2 separate regions of the Bicyclus anynana genome follow, and region 2 is linked to region 1. The links are chromatin contacts, called in public Hi-C maps. All regions are on one chromosome and are shown on one strand. The core of a region is the stretch at or near the end of the contact, and the rest is flanking DNA. Distances in the headings are between cores, read along the strand shown.

The links. Hi-C and Micro-C count contacts between places; a contact is called where the count stands out from the background.
Region 2: a Hi-C map of whole larva shows a contact between it and region 1, with 2.9 times the contacts expected there. The contact joins the promoter of LOC112054996 here to the enhancer-like site in region 1. A contact is called at or near these places in 2 of 2 Hi-C or Micro-C datasets (whole body and whole larva).

The regions. Positions count from the first base shown.
Region 1 is chr12:5,379,862-5,386,751 of ilBicAnyn1.1, forward strand. The region is part of intron 2 of LOC112053036; the gene reads left to right. Among protein-coding and RNA genes, the nearest start is that of LOC112053036, 34 kb to the left of the region's middle. Within about 2 kb of position 4,255, at least 8 of the 8 cell types and tissues checked have open chromatin away from gene starts, as enhancers often do.
Region 2 is chr12:5,445,001-5,451,460 of ilBicAnyn1.1, forward strand. It overlaps LOC112054996 (mannosyl-oligosaccharide alpha-1,2-mannosidase IA), which reads left to right and starts at 4,111. Exons shown (of 10, transcript XM_052884718.1): 1 at 4,111-4,830. The coding sequence starts at 4,219. LOC112053036 reads left to right here. Exons shown (of 6, transcript XM_052884711.1): 6 at 1-107.

The DNA of each region.
Region 1 (6,890 bases), core at 3,005-5,504:
AGTTATAAGATGTTACCGCAACTGTTAATTCGTTCTTATTCCCAGAGTCTTATCGGAACGATAAGTTTCTGATGACTTGTCTGACGCATCGGCGCGTATAAACGCCTGCGTGCTAGCCTATTCACTATTTTGATCTTTATTATCAACCTATTAAAATAAACATAAAATTAATAGAGAAATGTCAACTACCTACGGTATGATATCCACCAGTAGGCACCGGATGACATGTGTTACATAGAATCTCAATTTCGTATATGTCAACTAGCATGCGTCAAAGATAGTGAATTAGCCTGCTGGTTGTTCCAGTGATTAGCTATTATATCTAGAAGTTGTGAGTTGGCTATGAAATATCTAGCATTTGAGAAAAAATCTTAGCTCAGGTAGTGTTACAGGTGGTGTGTTGTTAGGCCGTGTAAGAGTCCGAGACATTATCATCGTCTCCTTTATCTTGTTCTAATTAAGTCGGGTCGGCAAAATATGTCCATTTCCTCCATTCATCTCTATTACTTGTCAACTCATCCTGCATCTCCCTTTTTTTCTACAAGTTAGCCCTTGACCTTTAAAACCTAATGGTAATGATGCAATCGAAGATCGAAGCGGGCTAAAATCTAAAGCCAATTAAAAAACCTCAATCGGCCCAGCCGGGGATCGAACCCAGGGGGATTCTTTTTGTCTTATAAATCCACCACGCATTCTACTGTGCCACGGAGGCCGTCAAAGTTTAGGGTAATATGGAGCCCATCAATCTGTACCAATGCAGGTTGGCGGGCTTGGGGATAATGTTAAGCTCTCTAACGGCCACCATCAGATGTTAATGATAAGGTCTGTCATTGCTGTCTGCAAAAGTTACGTAACAAACGACAAAGCGTGAAAAACTTATCTCAAATCACATACACGGAATGTCTGGCCGCAATAAACATTTCATAACAGATTGTTTGCGGACACGAATGTTTCTGCAATCTTTTCTAAAGATAAATATTTTCTTTCTTAATAGCTGATGGAATCTGGTGAAAGTGATGTAAACATACGAGATACACAGAAAATATTATTACATAATTAGAAATACATATGTGTAATGTCTTTTGTGTATCTGTTTTTCTATAATGTTTATTAATCTAAGTCTATAAGTATAAAACAATGAGTTATTTTTCTTTATATTTATGTATACCTACTTTTCGTTTACGTCGTCCACGTGGAATTCAGTTTTTCTCAAATCCCGCGGGAACCATGGATTTTTCCAGGATAAAAAGTAGTATAAAATCTATTTTCATTCTACAGAAAAATCGGGGGTAATCTCTGGATCTACTGAGCTACGCTATAAGCGAGTGTCATATTAGGTTATATTTTATTCCCGTATGCCCGAACGAATGTACGAACGGAAATTACGTGAGTGAAACCGCGGGCGTCTGCTAGTACTGTAATAATCCATAATGTTTGAAATTTTTATAAATTACTCGTGTTTATTATTTATACATCGTGAGAATATATTTTATTATGTTCGCGGTCCATCCATCGGTAAATAATTAACTATTGGTGCTTGTATCTAATTTAATTAAAGAATTTCCAGCCAATAAATAAATTTCTTTGCTAATGGTGAGAATGATTATTTCAGTTGTCGTAATCCAGTTTACTTATGAATCTGGTTCACAGACTTGTTCGGCGCGTGAGATAGCTGATATGTTATTATGTTAGACAAGCAGGTACGTGGCTATATTTAGAACTTTCTTTTATTTTTTATTCTTTAGTAACAAAGGTTAAAATTTGAATCTAGTCAACCTAAAGGAACTATGATATTACGATACGATGTACCTAATAAAACAGGATTAAGTAATTTGATATACTACTCGTATGTCTCTACAATAATTTTGTTTTAAGGAGTAATTTTTTTCATCATTATTATCAACCTATATTCGGCTTACTGCTGAGCTCGAGTCTCCTCTCAGAATGGAAGGGGCTAGGCTAAGGCATACCACCACGCTGGCCAAATGCGGATCGGCAAACTCACGGTTTCCTCACGATGTTTTGTCCTTCACCTTTGAGGCAATTTATTATTTTTTTATCTATTTGGTTTCTAATTTATTTACAAACAAGCAACAGAATGTATTTCGAATTTATAAATTTTGTACTATGAATTGGGGGAAAAAAGTAACCTAAAAAATAAACCTAAAATGGTGCATTCTGATAAATTGACGAAAGCTATATTTTCAAGCAGTCTATCAAATTCAATAATACTATTTTGTTTTTTTGACGAGGCGAAAGCTGATCTATGACTCTGAATATTATATAAGTAAGTTAATAAAATAAATATATCAAAATTTATTTGTACTGGCATATAGTGCTATCGTTCGTCATCAACCCATATTCGGCTCACTGCTGAGCTCGAGTCTCCTCTCAGAATGAGAGGGGTTAGGCCAATAGTCCACCACGCTGGCCCAACGCGGATTGGCAGACTCCACACACGCAGATAATTAAGATAATTTTCTGGTATACAGGTTTCCTCACGATGTTTTCCTTCACCGATCGAGACACGTGATATTTTAATTTCTTATAATTTCTTAAAATGCACATAACTGAAAAGTTGGAGGTGCATGCCCCGGACCAGATTCGAACCCACACCCTCCGGAATCGGAGGCAGAGGTCATATCCACTGAGCTATCACGGCTATATGAGTGCTATATGAGTTTTATGTTATAGTATTTTTACTCAGCGACAAGTACCTTTGTTAAGTAATTTAAGAACAGTTTGTTGTCTGCTTATGGTAACAGAACTGTTGACTATAGTCATGGGAACCTTGCGTTGTATTTAAGCGGTAATGTGCAATGTGTCATATTAATCCTCGAAAGTTTACCAATCTGGGAAGCGATTACACAGAGAACAATAGAAGTACGAGCCCGGTGTGAACGTACATCGGAGATTCAACGTAAAGGTGTCACGTGCAGTAATTAATGCCGTAACAGGAAATATTAATTTGAAATCGACTTACGGAACGACAATACACTCTTAATTGATGTTTACGTAACGCGTGGTTAAATACCGATTTTGGTGAATACACTATGTGTTATTAATTGACGGTTACGTAACGTGTGTTTAAATACCGATTTTGGTTAATACATTATGCGATATTAATTGCTTTCCTTTTAAGCCTATTTTTTATTAAAATAGAATTCAAAATTGTTTTATAATTATGTATAATTTATTGTCATTGTCCTGTCTTACGAGTAGCTATTAATATTTTAGTCGCATTAGTATAATTTATTAGAATAACAAAAACCTTAAAATTTTTCATTTAGACCCTAGCTCCCTCCGGATCATTATTTAAATACAAAATGAATATATGTAAAACAACATTAAAAATTCATATTTTCAAATTAACTTTTCCACACGATCACGCGTGATGCAATCAAGAAAAATAAATATTATTTTACACAAACGTTACTTAAAACGTTTATTTTAAGTACATACTATAACCGTTACCGTTGATTTGTTATTCCTTACAGTTGTATAACAGCAATTGTGTGTAAACTCTGTGATTGCTTCATTTATTTCGCAGGCGTTTGAGTAACTTGGACGCCTGAACGAATTCGTTAACGATAGATTACAGTTCTAGAGAACTGTATAGTAATAACTTTAAAAGTAAATAGTTTTCTAATTCGCAGTCCGCATTGAATAAAGTTTTTAGTAATAACTTTTATTCCAACGTAAAACAAAGCATATGTATTGTTATAAACTAAGCACATCAAAATGAATTCATTTTGAAGTAGTGTTTCGAAGCGTTTCGAAGTGAACTAGTTTTGAGGACAAGCACGAAGAAGTATTATAATATTTTAATTTATGTACTGTTCTGGTTTTATTTTTCTTTTATCGCTTATTTTCAATTCTCGATAACTGAGTATTTTCGGTTTCCACTGCTTTATATAATATGCTATCTTATAGTCATTGATATGTTTTAACAATATACACTGAGAGCACTGAGAGATAGCTATAGCAAATTTTATCTTACAATAAAATCCGCGAACCTACACAGCTTTATTTATTTTAAATACACACATTTATTCATGGCTATTCTGTGTGTGACTGTTTTCTATGTTCCTATGTTTGAATGTTTTGTTAACGGTAAACGATTTTTGGAAAGAGGTTAGTCTACTTCTTAGCATAAAAACTTGTTTCGTTTTACTACGTCTTACTACAGACTCAAATAAAAGTTACATTCATTCAATTTCGCGCTTTATCTCCAAGCTCTAAAGTTGACTGTCGGATGGCTGCAATAAAAGGCTTCGAGGCTAATGAAAGTGCAAATGGGATGGCGGTACACGAAGGAAAGGGATAGAGAAAGACCAGTTTATTGTTTTGTGTACCCGTCTGTTTTTAAATTTAAACGGTCGACCAAGTCTTTGAACTTGGGGTAAAGCTTTTTCGAAGTTTTCCAAGTACTAAGAGCTTGATTTTTCTTCTATGATCTGAAATTAAATAATTACTGTAACTTACTATTTAGTACTTGATTCTCACTATGCTCTTTCCGAATTTACTTTGAAATACAATAAATAGGTGATATTCAGTCAAGTTGAATGACAAAAAACAATGCATTTTTAAACATTGCAGTAAAAATAAATTACAGAAAAATACATTGTAGTTAAAACTTCATGAAGAATTATCATTTGAGGCAACATCACTCTATACAAAGTAATATAATTCTTATTATTTTACTAATAAGGTTGGGTTTAGTGCTAATGGTATACCGCAGCAATTTCTTACTAATAAAAGGAGTTTTAAATTGCTTTTTTATCCTTCATCCTAAGCGAAGGGTTGAAAAGGGAAGCGTGAAATGCCTGATTGTTGACTCAGAAAAATGAATTATGATGAATAATAATAGCTACCTATCTCAATACTTCTTTGTGATTGCTTTAAGGAGATTAAAGCTTTTTTGTCTTAGCTTCCTCTTTGTTCCAGTAAGTGAAAATAATATGCACTGATTCTAAGTTTTACGAACCTCTTTTTTTATAATTCTTCAGGTATTAGGTAAATGTTAGTCTAAAACTGCCTTGTAGGTCCAGTGGTTAACCTATGTGGGTTTGGATCATGAAGTCCTGGGTCAAGATGTAAATTACTGAGCTGTTATTTATTTTAAGAAATTTTTAATATTTTTTTAACATAAAAATTTAACCGACTTCAATGACTTCTATTTCACTTATTTTGATTTTAACACAAAATGACTCAACCGATTTTCATAAACATTAAATGGGATTAATCTGGAAGTATACGCTTTCAAACATAAAAAGAATTTTCAAAATTGGTTAAAATATTACGAAGTTATGATCGTAGAATAGTAACATTATCATCGTCATCCCGTCAACCCGCATTGGAGCGGTGTGGTGGGTCTGAACTTCATATCTTCTCTCTTGCAAGAAGTCTGCCCCTGTAGCCAAGTGGTACATCGATTTTCTTTCTACGATCTCAAACGCTTCGAAAACTAGAAAAATGTATGGGAATGACATTTGCTATCAACAGATCGCGTGATCAAGATCTGTCCTCCTTTTGTTTCTCTCCTTCCAAACTTCTTTTCAGCAAGGGACTGAATACACAGTTCCTTGCTCAAAAGTATGCAACATCGTAATCATAAAGTGTCAAGTGTAATGACCCTCTGTATTCTGAGAAAGAGCCATAGTTAATTATTTATTAGATGTAAAATTAAATTATTTCGATCTTTCAAGGAAATTATGGGTAGAAAACTTTCTAATTAGGATTCCAAAATTTATTAAACGAAATTATCTATACCCGACCATATTTCGAAGAGCCGATAGACGTTGGGGTTCCAAGGTGCTGGAATGGCGACCCCGCACCGGAAAGCGCAGTGTTGGTCGACCCTCCACCAAGTGGTGCACTTAGTGGAGCGTCGACCAACACTCAACAACCCAACCAAAGCAACCCGTTTTGATGTCCTCACATCAAATGGGCTGCTGGGAGCCGCTGGATTTTGGCGACTTCGAGTAGTGTTTGGGAATCCATGTCCATGCAAAAAGCCTATGCCCAGCAGTGAATGACCATCGGCTGTTAATGATGATGATGATGAGGATGATGAGGATGATGATGATAATAATGATAATGATTATGATGATACCCGACCAAACCACTATCCCTCATTAGCAACAACGTTCATTTAAAAAAAACACATTAATTATCCTTGCACGAAGTCACTTGAACTTCTTATAAATACTAATAGAACTTGTCTAACTTGAAATCAAACGTACAGATATGGCCGCTAAGTAATTACTACAAATTAACACGTATTTCTAATTGATCGGTTCAATAGCGAGGGCATAAATAACTGCATGACATCTCTCTTTCTGAAAGCCGACGTGTAACTTCCATTTAGGGGATAAGGTTTGACGTATGAGCTTACAAATGATATCAACTTCAGTTATTTCAAGTAGGATTCTTTGGTACATTTTGAACTGTAAAGTCTATCAGTGAGTTGTGACTCGGTAACTTCCATACAGGGTTTGACTATGAGTTTATAAATAGTATAAATTTCAGTTATTTTAAGTAGGGTTCCTCTGTACAAGGTCTTTTCAACAGTCAAGTTTATCAGTGAGTCTCTACCATCGGTTCGGAATAATTTACAATATTGTGTGTCTTTTTTTAACCCCCGATGCAAACCGATTTTTTAACCGAATGTCTGCATATTTACTCGAGTGGGGTCTCAAAGAAAGCGCACAGTGACTTTATCGAGAGTGTAATTAATAATTTAATGAAATTAAGGGGTTATTAAAAAATTTCAAATTTATGTTATTATCTGAGCAGTATTATTTGTATTTCTTTATTATTGAGTAGCGGGCAGCCGCAACGTCGTTAGCGTGAAATTTAATAAGTAAATCCCACGGGAACCATAGATT
Region 2 (6,460 bases), core at 2,861-5,360, 65 kb after region 1:
ACAATATAATCTACTTAAGTATTTTTTATATAAGTAAGCTATTTTTGTACGACAATTTAAATACATTTGTTACTCTAAAATTAAAATACATCATTTTTAAATTGTAAGGTTTGTTTTATTTTTCCGAATACATTTACTACTGTAGTTTAAGGTTTTTGTTCATTTTCCGTATAAGCGGAAGGGTGATTTCTCACAAAAGAAACAAATATATAAATATGACAGTGACAGAACCTATGTAGGACAAAAAGTGACCAAGGAAAAAATAGGTTATTGACTATTGTCATTTCTGAAGAGAAAACTGCAATTTCACATGTTTTTTTTTCCTATTGAGCAGAGATATTGGATTACCTTTTACTAATTTTTGCTTTCACACGTATGCGACTCTTGTAGTCCGGGGGCTAGTATCATTGATACGGCTGCTATGGCGATAGCTACGTCCCTGGTTCAGTGGATTCAATTATTTTCCTACAAACGCAAACGATAGCAGATTTTAAGTACGCACTGGTAGCTATAGGTACCTACTATAATAAATTTTGTTAGGTACATTAAAAAACAAAAAAAAAAATGCAATTTAAAATAAACCCAGTAGGTTCTATTAAAATGTAATGAATAACCGGCTAAGTGCGTGTAAGGCCACGCGCAATGTTAGGTTCCGTAGATTAAGATAACACTTTATTCCGTAGTTCACAAAAAATCGATAACGTACCCTCACAATGGTATAGACGATAAACAGTTCATCCTTAGTTTGCATGTAAGGAAGGAACCCTAAACGAAATATTGTTCAGTTTTAATGTACATACCTACTCATGCTAAATTACAGCTTTCCAATAGGTAGGTAATGGAAATCGGGATAGTGGTTTTGGAGATAGTGGCGACATTGCTTTGTACAAACATTCTCTCACCCCAAACTCATACGACTGTAATATTTTCGTAGCTACTACGTAACGGCGTAAATATAATAAAAAGTAGAAAATAATTGTTTCATCTACTTGGATTTAATATAAAATACAGCTATTTTTTTACTGAAATATTAAAAGGTGGTTATAGATTTATTTGATATTGTTACAATTAGTTTTTAAAATGCAAATTCCTAAAAAACATAAAACCCAAACAACAATACAAAAACCTAGAACCCATCGTTTTAAAAAATTAACTTCTGTCAAGTTGGCAATTTCACAGTGTTGCCTAACAAAATTCAATTCGTTATTTTTGGGGAGAATTAAATAAATAAAATTGTTAGACAAAAATTGAGATAAACTAAATGTTTTATTAAACTATTACACCATTAGTTTTTATTATTATAAACACATAACTTTGAAACAATGGTTTATTTGTTTAGTTTACAGCCGAGTGTAACATTATTAAGCATGTTTTTCAGTATCTGAGTGGTTTCTATACTAATATTATAAAGAGGTAAAATTTGTAAGTTTGTAAGTTTGTCACATTTTTAAAATGGGGTAATCTTCGGAACTACTGGTCCGATTTTAAAAATTCTTTCACCAGTAGAATGCTACATTATCGGGGAGTGCTATGGGCTATATTTTATATTGGTATCATATATATTAGCCGAGTTATCACAGTTTTTGTCATACAGGTCGGACTGAAAATCCTCTTAAACAGACTTATTCGCATGCGCTGCCTTAACTATTGTGTAAAATTTAAATTAATGTATGGAGACTTTATGTATCTTTAAAAGTTCTACAAAAAAGTCCGCGACACCATATATCTATCTTCTATATATTAGCAGATATAGTAACTTTTGTGTTTTAAAAATTATTAATTTTATATACTTAGGTTTACGTCATTATTTATACAACTAAACTTTAATCCTTATTAAAATAAATTATTTAATAATCACAAGGATATTATGGAGATAAGATTTGCCCTTTACAGTATGTTAATTACTTAAATAGTTTCGGAGATAATACAAAATTTGTAAAAGACGCAGAAATTCCGCTATATGACGCCCGGCGCTTTAATTTACGTAGTTCCCGTTCCCGTGTGAATATGGGGATCAAACATAGCTTATGACACTCGCAAATAACGTAGCTTTCTATTGGTAAAACAATTTTCCAAATCGGTCCAGTAGATCCAGAGATTACCTCCTACAACCACACGAACTTTACCTCTTTATATTATTAGCATAGAAGTCTCTATTTCTCTTGGTCATACCACCACTCTCGAAGGACTGGACCGATTTTGCTAAGGGTAGGAGTAAGATAGAGAAGTTACAGGGTAGGGTCGGGTACGGGTAGGGAAGCGTAGGGGTAGTGTAGGAGTAGGGTAGGGGTAGGGTAGGGGTAGAGGTAGGGTAGGGGTAGGGTAGAGGTACGGGTAGGATAGGGTAGTGGTAGGGTAGGGGTAGGATAGGCGTGAGATAGGGGTACGGGTGGGATAGGAGTAGGAAAGGGAAAGGGTACGGGGAGGGTAGGGGTAGAATGGAGGTAGGGTATATGTAGGGGTTGAGTAGGGTAGGGTTGGGGTAGGGGTAGGGTAGGGGTAGGGTAGGGTAGGGGTAGGGTAGGGTAGGGGTAGTAGTAAAGTTGACATCGAAATTTACGCGGACGAAGTCGCGGGCGTCCGCTAGTCTTTAAATAAAATTATATGTTCTCGTATATTATTTATTATAAAAACTCAACAAAATATAAAAGTTTCTTTTAAATTGGTTTAGCTAGCTTAAAAAATCTTAAAGCTTAATTTTTTGAAACGTCAAGTTTGATTATTTGTAAATTTTTCTGGAATACTCTTGAATATGTTGTATAATTATTAAATTAGATAAGAGGCCAAGTAATATACTGATTTAATGAATATAATTTAATTTAAAACAAACAGATTGATTTTCAAAAGTGTGTTCCATCACGCGGCGAGAAGATAAAGATGTCACTGCAAATATAAAATCAAATATGTTTTGTACATAGATACATAGATAGATGATAAACACGGTTACCAATATACTAATATTGCCAACCCAATTATCATTTTACAATAACTACCACTGGTTTGGAAGGCAGGTCCTACTGAGAAGCGCCGGTAGTAAATTTTATAGTTGCTCCACAGAGCAATCAATTATATATAGATGGAGCGTACGGGACACGACGGTGTCGTAGTCGCTCCAAATACAAAATTCAAAAACGAATACATATTAACTACTATTTTTTTATTAGTAATTATTGATTATTATATTATTTTCGTAATTGTTGTTAGTGTTAAATTTTGAAATACAAATTATGAAAAAGTTTGTAGGTATATGCGGGTGTCAAGGAGACAAGTTTTTTAATGGATTTCACCGGTTTCAGTACGTTGCTTGTAAAGACTAACTCTGGCAGTGTTGCCAGTTCGGTCTTGTGAGAAGTTACCCGAAATATTAAAAAAGTAACCTTTTTGTGTAAAAAGTAACCTTTTCACTAACTACTCTTGCTTTTTGCGTTCCACAGCATGGGTAAACCACCATTTCAGCCTCTGGGGGCTAAAGTAATTTTGTTTTTTTTTTAATAACTGTCTGTTACGAATATTAGCCAAGTACTAAATTACTATAAACTGAAGATTTTACTCGTAAATAGAATCATCTTAAGTAAGGCCCTGATTGTTTGCCTTTTCCTCATGGGATAAGAAAAATACTATTAAAGAGCAAGAATTTAAAAAAAAAATATTTCTTAAATTCATACTTGATTTTTTTACGAAATTCAATGTGACTGCAACTTACTTATTTCGCAACGTCAATTGTAACGTCTTCATTTATAGTGAGATTGACACAGAAACATCGATGACTTCTTGAGCATTTGTCCGCATTTCTTGATTTAACGACCGTTCTGTTTTAGATATACGAAATTGTAAGTTAATTCTAAAAATTCCTAAATATCACGTAAAAGTAACCTTTTTATTAATGTAACCTAAAAGTAACCAATGCAGTCAAAAAATCACCTAAAAGGTTACAAAAGTAACCTTCTGGCAACACTGAACTCTGGTTACTCTGTGAGTTGCTATTTAAAAATCATCATTCTTTACAATAGAGTTTTTTTTATTTATATTTTATGTTTCATACATTAAAATAGTTGTTCCAAATAAAATGGGTAATTTTAATCTTACATATAGCAACACTAAAAATTGGCATTTCATTTTACCAGTTCTCTAATGGCGACCACCAATGACGGGTCGCCTGCTGGAATCTGACGTTCAGTTATTATTTAGGATATTATTAGATACTGTGTTTACGTAAACATGACGGGAATTTTACCGAGTTACCAACGATTCGTTAACGGGGTGCCCGTGCCGTCCATATCCAGACGCTCGTTTCGTCTTCGCGAAAAATATTTGATTATTTCTGTTCTCTTGACATTTGGGATCGTGTGGCTAGGTGCACTTTTCTATTTGCCCGAGTTCAAAAGTTCCACGAGTGTGAACGACAGTGTTTATAATGTGTACAAACGTATACAAAAAGCTGGGCCAGAGCTCCTCATGCCTCCGCCTCTCGCTCAGAACGAAGTCGGTGACTTCCCCGTGGTGGGAATCGCACGTCATGGGGAGGAGGGTGACGACCCTCACGTAGTTGAAGACAGGAATCGTTTAAAAGCGAAGATAGACGAGGACATGGGTATGAAAGTTTTAGAAAGGCCTCAGTTTGACGTCGCACCATCTGGCTCGTCTTCCCGAGGGCCCAGCAAACCTCCAGTGGACGCCATCGAGGAGCCAGCACTGGGTAACAATGCTGCTAACAAGAATGTGTCCCCACCGGCCCTGAAGGTGGATAGTGCAGTCCAGAAGTATGTTATACCAGCCATGGATCCAGGCACAGATATAGACGTCCGGCGTAAAAGGGATACTGTTAAAGAGGTAAGACTATCAATGTTCCATCAAATATGCTCAAATAATTATAAGGATGGTATGTTAGACTGCTTTCAAAACATTCCTCACTTTCATTGATACAATTTGTCTTGAACAGTAGTGAAACTAGAACATAAATCAATTACTATAGATATATCAATTGCTAGACATAGCACAAGTAAAGATTTGGAATGTGACCAGATCATAGTCAGCCGAGCTGGCCAAGTGCAGAATCCATTCTTGACACATTTTGAGTTTAACATTTTAACTCTAGTTTAAACATAAAATCTACTATGACACAAATATATATGTATACTATAAAGAATATAGTTAGTGTTCTGGACTTTTTTTATGGAATTATTGAAGGCTTAAAGATACCATGCAAAACTGTTTTCAATGACATGCAACAGTTTTGACAGAGCTTAAAAATGATTCTGATATATGAGGGGAGTTTCAGTATTTCAGTAAGGGTTTAAGACTCGCTTTATGTCATCAAGTCCACCTGGTGGGGGGTCGACCAACACTGCTCTTTGTAGTGTGAGTGCTTGGGACCCCAATGCCACTTCAGCTTCGCAACTCGTTGAGCTATATTGGTGACTTTGACTCTTTTGTGGATTTCTGATTCAATCACTCAGAGATTCATATCTCTCATTTGTGGTGCATTTTTGTTGAGACTGCGGAATTTTCTCATAGCCTTCTTACTTAATAACATCGTCGTCATCAACCCATATACGGCTCACTGCTGAGCTCGAGTCTCCTCTCAGAATGAGAGGGGTTAGGCCACCACGTTGGCCCAATGCGGATTGGCAGACTTCACACACGCAGAGAATTAAGACAATTCTCTGGTATGCAGGTTTCCTCACGATGTTTTCCTTCACCGATTGAGACACGTGATATTTAATTTCTTAAAATGCACACAACTGAAAAGTTGGAGGTGCATGCCCCGGAACGGATTCGAACCCACACCCTCCGGAATCGGAGGCAGAGGTCATATCCACTGGGCTACCACGGCTCTTAATAACATAGTTCAGTATATTAAGTATCTACTTGTAAAAGGGCTTAGTATATTTAATTGTAATGCAATATAATGATATGATAATATTTTCATTACATAATACACACTAAATGTTGACAACTTAAATACCTTTAATCATGTTATTAATGTTCATCAACTTTATGATTGTATCAATAGTGTGTTGATATTAAACTATTGTGTAATACCACAGAATAAATAATAACAAGTCTACAAGGTCACCACAACAACGCTACACTAGACTAGACCTATTTATTGCTTTTTCTCTACCACTGACAATTTGTAGGGTTTGGTTGGTAGATGTTTATAGAAAATTAATATTTTTGTCGCCTTTGCTTATAATATGGGTTAGTTATAATTATTATAGTTGAAACTCAGAAACAGTATCTACAATGTAGCTAAGAAACTCACAATAAATTTCAATCTTATTTAAAATATTCTTATGTCTAGCGTCTAGCATGTAGTGTCTTGTTTCAGCATAACAATGTGGTGATGTCTTTAAGTGGGAAGGCTGTGGATCATATTGGTTTCATAGATAGGTAAATGCAAACAAGCCCTTAAGACAAACTCTGGGTGATAGAAATTTGATATTAACACATCTATGTA